Regions from separate parts of the Hordeum vulgare genome. Here region 2 is linked to region 1. The links are chromatin contacts, called in public Hi-C maps. All regions are on one chromosome and are shown on one strand. The core of a region is the stretch at or near the end of the contact, and the rest is flanking DNA. Distances in the headings are between cores, read along the strand shown.

Evidence for each region. A called contact is a pair of places that touch in the nucleus more often than the background predicts.
Region 2: a Hi-C map of leaf shows a contact between it and region 1, with 2.7 times the contacts expected there. The contact joins two enhancer-like sites. A contact is called at or near these places in 3 of 6 Hi-C or Micro-C datasets (leaf and seedling) and 1 of 1 datasets of contacts at active chromatin or transcription factors (embryo).

Annotation. Positions count from the first base shown.
Region 1 is chr2H:579,198,997-579,203,141 of MorexV3_pseudomolecules_assembly, forward strand. No RefSeq gene overlaps it. Among protein-coding and RNA genes, the nearest start is that of LOC123428673, 17 kb to the right of the region's middle. Within about 2 kb of position 2,230, at least 3 of the 3 cell types and tissues checked have open chromatin away from gene starts, as enhancers often do. A contact at or near this core is called in leaf and seedling, where this site is marked.
Region 2 is chr2H:579,826,408-579,830,552 of MorexV3_pseudomolecules_assembly, forward strand. No RefSeq gene overlaps it. Among protein-coding and RNA genes, the nearest start is that of LOC123427421, 9.1 kb to the left of the region's middle. Within about 2 kb of position 2,209, at least 3 of the 3 cell types and tissues checked have open chromatin away from gene starts, as enhancers often do. A contact at or near this core is called in leaf and seedling, where this site is marked.

The DNA of each region.
Region 1 (4,145 bases), core at 980-3,479:
CCACTTCGTAACATCCCGTAGCTAGTTCGGTACGGTACGGAGAAGCTCTGTCGGAGTAGCTCCAACACCATCGCCGCCACGCCATTGTGCCGCCGAAGAATTCAGCTACCTCTTCGTCTCTCTTGCTGGATCAAGAAGGCGGAGATCATCATCGAGCTGTACGTGTGCTAAACGCGGAGGTGTCGTCCGTTCGGCACTAGATCGGAATGGATCGTGATGGGATCGCGGGACGTTTCGTGATGAGATCGCGGGACGGACTACGATTTGGATCGCGAAGATGTTCGACTACATCAACCGCATTATATACGCTTCCGCTTAGCGATCTACAAGGATGTGTAGATGTACTCTCCCCTTTCGTAGATGATCATCACCATGGATAGGTCTTGCGTGTGCGTAGGAATTTTTTTGTTCCCGGTGCAACGTTCCCCTACATGAACCTAATACAGTTATGGCTCAGAACTTACTTGGTTGAAGAAAAATTATCTGATATTATTTATTCATGATGTTGAGCATTTTAAGACCAATTACATGATTGATGACAGTTATAGTGGATACGTGTCACTAGTGCACGAGTTGAACCATGTTAAGATCACTTCAGACATCTTTACAAGATTATTTTGTACTATTGTGTCACTAGTCCAACTTTTGCATACATTCTTTTTGAGCGAAAGTAGTTTGCTAACTATGTTATCATTAATTATGTTCTTCAACAGATACTTTCGTTAGAGACTGTGCCTATCGTGATGTTCACCGAAGGTTATTTGCATATGGTTAGCTTACGGCCAATTCTCTGGGTGAGTTTCCCACGTAGATAGACGATGTTTCGAAGGGATGAAACCATGAATATCAAAGGATGGAGCAACGCAATAAAAGCATGTATGCAACCACTTGGCAAAGACGATAAGGATTTGCGCATGGCACAAATTGAAGATAGATTGATCTGTATTCTTCATAGCGGAGATGAATGAGTTTACCTTTTTATGCTATTTACCTAAGAGAGGGAAGTAGGTTCTAGCTTGTACTCATCATCATCATGCGCTACAATGATGATCATTTATTTAACTAGTATGACAACAATTAGTTAGTATTGCTAACTTGTGATATGCTAGATGATGAGTTACGATAATATGATGATGAGTTGTTATATCATTGGGTGTAAAAAATATGGATTAGATTATAATTGATGAATCCAATTAATCAAATTGAATTAGTAGAATGATATGATGTTGGGACAACACACAGTTGTGCTTATCATTCGGCATTTGTGTGCCGTCCCAATATTATATCGTCCTACTAATCTAACTTGGTTAATTGGATCCATCCAGTTTAATCTAACCAACACTCACTACCTCTTCGTTGGTACCGTATAAAACTTGTATAACGGTATACAAATAAAGAAAACACGAATAGATAGTAGTGGTGCTTGATAGAAACAAGGCTACTGCTATCAGAACTAGTAGTAACGCTGCGTGTAAAACACGCTACCGCCAAATACTAAAGGTAGCGTCTTAGCAGTAGCAATGACAGTTGTATTACTGGTAGCCCGAAAACCAGCGCAACTGGTAACGTTTTCCCTAGTAATCGGAGACGGGGCTGTGGCGGCAACTACTGGGCTTGGCAGCGTGGCAGCGCTGGCTCGGAGCTTTGGGCAGGAGGGCATGCTAAGCAGCAGGATGGCGCTGCGGGGGCGCGATGGGAGCAGGAGGGCGGCAGCAACGGCCACCGTGCGGAGGCGGCACTAATGCACCAACGTCGTTCCTCACTGCAATCTCTCCGCGTGCTACGTGTTCAATGAAATGACAAACGGACATCAGAAAATATATCCGCTTTTATTGAACGCACTGGCTGGCCCACTTAGAAAGGAGACATGAACGAGGATGGATGACCCTAACGAACAAAAAAGAACAAAATCGACGTCATTTAGATCGGTCCGTTGGAGTTACTTTTCGTTCTTACGAGCTAGTCACCACAGAAATCGCATGTTACTGTCATTGAACCGAGATAATCTGGTGGTATCCATGCCCGGCACGCCACGGGAGGGAGGGGATGGGGATATATACTCGAGGCCGAGACGGAACACACACGGGCTGACACAGGTCGGCCATGGGATCGAGCCCGGAAGCATGGGGACCGGAGGCGAGCGAAAGCGACGCAACGGGGGAGAGCTCAACGGTTTCGTCAGGGCGCGCAGCCGACGGGGCCCGTCCCGGCGGTGGGCCTCGGCCCGGCCCCTCTCTGTTCGGAATTGGTAGGAATTGTTTGGGTCTTCCCACCCTCTCCTGCATGCATGCACCGCCAGTGTAGTCCCCCAGCTTTGTTTCTTTGGCCCGGACACCCAGCTCATCAAGCCTCTCTCTCTCTCTCTCTCTCATACTACACAGAGGCCACACCTCTCTCTCTCTCTTTCGATCTCGCAGATCACCACACACACTCTGTCTCTCATGGTCTCATGGAGTTGCAAATTGCACGGCCTGGGCAGGGGTCATAATGCAGCTTGTTGGGATGTGGTTGGATTGGTTTCCATCGATCTGATCACATGCACCAATTAATCTTAACAAAGACGTGGCCGGGCCGGGGGCTGACAAAGGAGAGATCGCTAGTGGTGGGGTGTGAGCTACAGGGACTAGCTATTGGGGAACCAACGCAGTACTACGTACGTACGTCCGTCCAGCAGAGCTCCTTGTCATTGCCACACCATGGATCGGTATCGAGCCAGTGCCTAGAGGTGGATCTGCTGCTCGCTGCGTACGTAGGAGGGAGGGACACAAGTGCAGAGGCTTTTACAAGGTTGTTCCAAAAAGTCTCCGCCCTCTCTAACACATTATATTGAGATCCTGTCCTGTGAGCATGAGGAGAGAGGTCAGAATTTTTTTCGACACTGTTTATCACGCCATCTCATACAGTGATACTGCACAGTTAGGACTTGACATATGTGCACCGTGCACGTACGTACGTACGTACGCATGCCTGCTGCCTGCCCGCGCGCTGCATGTCAAACTCAAATGTCAGGACCGCATGCATGCATGCTTGCGCTAGCTACATGCATGTGTACGTACAACGACTAGTGCAATGAAGTTATTATATATGCTCAGTAAAAGGCGTACATCCTCCCCTAATAAGAGCGATCAAAAGGCGTCTAGCCTGCCCAGTTAAGGAGTACGTACTAGTACTATCCATACGTTTTGCGCGTACCTTGACATCCAACGGCGAACTGTAGTTTGTAATGGATGGTATCGATATGGAAAGGCATGAAGGACGACGGTGGAAGAGATTTTTCTGCCGATTGATGGATCTCTCTCTCTCCCTCCCTCTCTCTCTTCCTCTCTTTCTCTCTCTCTCGTAGCCAGTGGTCCTCTAAGTTTTTCTGCCCATATCGAGCATATGCCGGTACCACTACCATGCGTTGTGTACATTTGTAGTTTCTGCCATCAACATTAATCTCCCATGTCTGTTGGTCTTTTTAGCATCTTCGTCATAAAGCCGGCACTGTCCCTCGCTTAGCACATACGGACATATCTGTTGCACATCACCCGCAGGCAGCTGCGCCGAAAGTAAATACGTGTACTATATACCCATGCGTTCATCGAGCCTTTTCGATCGACATCGCGCCGCAGTTCTGCACCAACCTGAGCAGATCGGAAGGTAGAGATCGACGCGCCATTGTAACTTGGTGGTGATGGAGCTAGCATGGAGAGATGGGGGTCGACAGGCACTGCGCCGGTGTAGATGGGCGGCCGGAGCTGAGGGAGGAGGCATGCGCGCGCGCAGCAGGCTGGGGGGTGAGTGGACCACCAAATTATGGGCTGCGATGACCGATGAGGTCCCGACCCCTCCCTCTCATCAAGGACATGTTGTAGAAGCATGGCCCAGCCGGTACACTAACCAGGCCTGAGCCTGAGCCTGAGCCTGACCCGGTCTCTGCGCGCCTCGGCCGGATCGAGCAGCAAACAGCGGTACGGATGAACGATCGGGAGAAGAGATCGGTGTACGAGTGTGTGATGGTAGCTCCCTCGTCACCTTACCTATAGCTATAGCTACGTGGTAGTAGCTGCTAACCATATATGCGTGTCATGTGCGGGTGCCTACCTAGCTAGCTAGCTAGCTAGCTAGGTCACAAGAAAGGTAATACGGCCGGAGGTGCACGC
Region 2 (4,145 bases), core at 959-3,458, 630 kb after region 1:
GGACGCGTTCCTAATTTTTATGCCGTAATAAGGAGCATAGTATATCAAAGCCAGACATCAAAAAGAAAACCCGGAGCTGTTTAAGGCTTGTATCAATTCATCGTTTTCCTAGCACATTATCATAGGAGCATTTAATAACTTAAGAGATTAGTCTTCTCTCTCATCATTATCTAGTATGACACATCAACAAATCGTCTATATAAACCCACGCTAAGAAATCTTCATTGATAGAGGCCTAAGATCTCTCACCGTCTCCAATTGATGCCTTCATTAATTGAGACAGTCACTGTACATGATACTCTAGCCATTGTCTTACCTGTTTGTTACATCATATACAGCCGGGCCCCTCAAATGACCCCTCATTCGCCTGTCGGCATGTTTGATCAGTGACCGGACAGAAGAGAGAAGGAAAAAAGTGATCGAACCGTGCCCTTCATATAGTCCCTATATGCTTGGGTTGTCCGCAAACTCTCATATTCATCTCAAATATGGAGAGGATATGAGAGCTTGCATACATGCTCGGGCGTGCTCGGTCAGTCCGTTACATAGGACGCGACCTCATGTCGAACCACCTTTTTACTTATTTGTTATTTATTTATTTTTCTTTCTCTCTCTTCCTCTCCATCAATAACGTGCAAGTGACCGAACATATAAGAAAGAAAATAAAGATTGTGGTTACGCGGACGCACAAATAAAAGATGTTCGTGGAAGTTTAGGAATCATATTTGTAATGTCCGGTTGTATATGCTCTTATAAGCGACCACATTCAGGATATAACCCATATCTGCTTCCGACCTACATGTACGTATATCCAATATCTACGAATTGCACACTTCTCACTTTTGGCTTGTGGCATCCTTCAGTAAAATTTGACGTGACAGGAGAGCATGCAATGAATTGACACGAAGACCCTTTGTGTATATTTACTACTCTAGCACAGTACTTTACCTGTCCTACACGACATAAATCCGTGGCATACCGTACGCCTACATGTCGAAACTGAGCAGCTGAGCCTGAGCTAGCCAGGCAGAACCAACATCTGTGCGACAAGTGCCCCAGCCTTTTGCGGCCGCATGCTCCAAGAAAACACACAAAAAGAGCTGCCACTGTGCTCCGTAACCTCAGCGTGGCATGCATGAGCTGATCGACGCCAGAGGCAAAAACTGCAAAAGGAAGGCCGGGGTATGCACGTACAGTAGAGTAGCTCCACCTAGCTACCTAGCTAGCTTGCTAGTCCATGCTCAAGACAACTAGTCCAAGCGCAGGCCGGCCGCAGCTTTAACTTGCGTGCTCCAGCTCCTATATCAACAGCTTTTTCCTTGGCAGATGTTGTACGTGTGTATAGGCTTCAACCCCAGATGTTGTACGTCCAGTTTCAGGCAAGTAGTAACCCTAATCCCAGTTTCTACGTGAGTATAGATCCGCTGAGACAGTATTTCTTGTGGCTTTATCACATGTCGGCATGAACTCCCGTCGTACCAATAATCCCCGTCATGTGATGCGACCCGACTAAGTAAATTAGCATCAGCTACTAGCTTTGCCCTCTGGAAAGCTAACTGGAAAATAGTTTAACTCGATACGGCACGCACGATATCACATGGCAGATAGTACTACAAATCAAGATTCACTGGATACAGAAGCTGGACCGGTCTATGTGTCGTAAACCTACCACTAGCTAAGGACGACATGATGGGTGGGTTTAATTATCTCCCTGAAGTTTCAACGCCTGTCAGTCTAATTGCAGCCGTGGAGGGGCAGGAGGTGACCAGAGAGGCGGCAGCTGCTGAAGCGGTAAGAGACAAAGTCGCATGGCAGATGGAGAAAGCCCCATGCTGCTGCTGCCGCCGCTGCCGCCATGGACATAAGTCTGAGAGGAGATGTTTGTAGCGGCGAGGCGATCGAGACGAGGAGATCAGATGCATGGATGGATAGAAGCATCAGGCACAATGATATGATGGCGCTTCCTCGTCACGCCTTGTGTGGAGTAAAGATAGGAGGGATGGTTCAGACTTCAGAGCTTTGGCCCGAACGAATGGGCGGATAACTAACTGGCGGGCTGGGCGAGATCTCCGAATTGTTTTTGACCCCCCCGAAGCTAGTGAAAACGACGGCTCAGCGGAAAGAGCGAGTGGCCAACCAACTGTTCAAAGATGCCATCGATCCAGTCCAGGCGCATCCATCGATTGGTTTGGCAAACATAGCTGGAGGGCGGGCCCACCTAAGAAAAGGCTAGCCTGGCGCTGACACGTGGGCCCGCACCGCAACAGAAGGAAGTGTGGTCCTCTGTAAAATTATTGTAGTAAGACGAAAGAAATATATCAAGGCCGACTGCAAGAACAGCAATCGGAAACACCTTTTGATAATCGTTTGGGCAAATAGGGATGTAAGACATGTGTCAATGCATCGTACTTTATCATGTTATTATAGGAGCATTAATAATTTAAGAAATAAACATGTCAATGCATTATTTCTTACTCCCTCCGTTCCTAAATATAAGACATTTTAGAGATTGTACTATAAACTACATACGGATGTACATAGACATATTTTAAAGTACAGATTCACTCATTTTACACCGAATGTAGTCTCCTAGTGAAATTCCTAAAATGTCTTATATTTTGGAACAGAGAGAGTATGAGTTGTATCTACATTTCATAATTTGAGCTAATATATGCATATGATTGGGCTAGAATTATTTTTTACCTATAGCCACGTGCAAGAGCTGTATGTTAGCTACTTCCTCTGTCACGGTTTAGAAAGCGCGCATGAGCAATTTCTGGGACCAAGGTGAATCTTGATTGGATCTAAATTTTTTGCAAGTGCTCACACAATAACCGCACGACGCCTAACTATTTGAGAAGATAATGCAGAGTAACTCACACAACCACTAAACGAAGAGTGCATGTAGCCTACTAGTACTTCTAATTAATTAAGCATTAAATGCCACACGCCATAATCCTCTTCTATTATGGAAATGCATGTAAACGGAACCATGCCTTCTAAACCGTGACGGAGGAAGTACAATACAACCTTACTCTCTTTCTTCATTAACTAATATGGCATGCCACCAAAATGGCTATGAAATCACGCTAAGAAACTAGCATTGACACATGTCTAAGGCCTCTTGCAATGCACAAGTGCTTCAATGAAGTGCTAAGCACATTAAATACTTTAGCAACCAAAGCTTCCAATGCATAGGTGTTTAGTTTGTTGTAGCTAAGCCCATTTTATTAAATGATTTAGTAACTAAACTAGTTCATGCATTGGTGGGCTTCCTTCATCTAAGTGTTTTGCATAGGTTCCAGCGCTTGATATTGTTTCTTTTTACGGTAACCAAACTTACCTCTCTCCTTTTAATTACACTGTCATGTCAGATTTTTCGCCTACATGACATCCTTAGCACCGGTACAAGGTGGAGCACTGGAAAGGGCCTAACGACATCTCCAACACCGACCTCTAAAACGTACATGGTATTTAACCTTTCATGGACAAAGATGTAGAAGTCGGCCATTCAATTATGTTTGGGTACATTTCGGTATTTAACCTTTCATGTACATTTCATACATTATTATCATGATACTACATCTGTAATGCATAGTACTACCTCCGTTCCGGTGTATAAGTCATTCGTGCAGTTCTAGGTCATCGATTTAAGAAATTAAATGTGTGTTATATGTCATGAAAAGTATATCACTAGATTTTTACACGGATGTAGTTTCTAAATATATATATTTTTGGTCACATGTAATACATATTTAGATAGTTAAATTATCGATGTATAACTACGTGAATAACTTATACATCGGGATGGAGGTAGTAATCCCTTACTCCACGTGTGTAGTGCACCTAAGGAGGAGCATTGCAATCTAGGCACAAGGAGATTGGGCAAGGTAAATAATTCGAACCATAAAGGAAGCCAATCACCACCCGAATCTCTCTTTACAAAATGTTGCAATTAATCGAACAATAATAGCTGGCACGGTTTAGCTAACCCATGAATTTAAATTTATAACATGCAACCAAACCTCACACTAGATATATTGTTACCTAATTAATTGGGATTAAGTTTAAGAGGAGGAGGATTGCATGCGTTGGTATAACATTTTTCAAGGGAGTGTTAATTATGAAGATTAATGCACCTATAA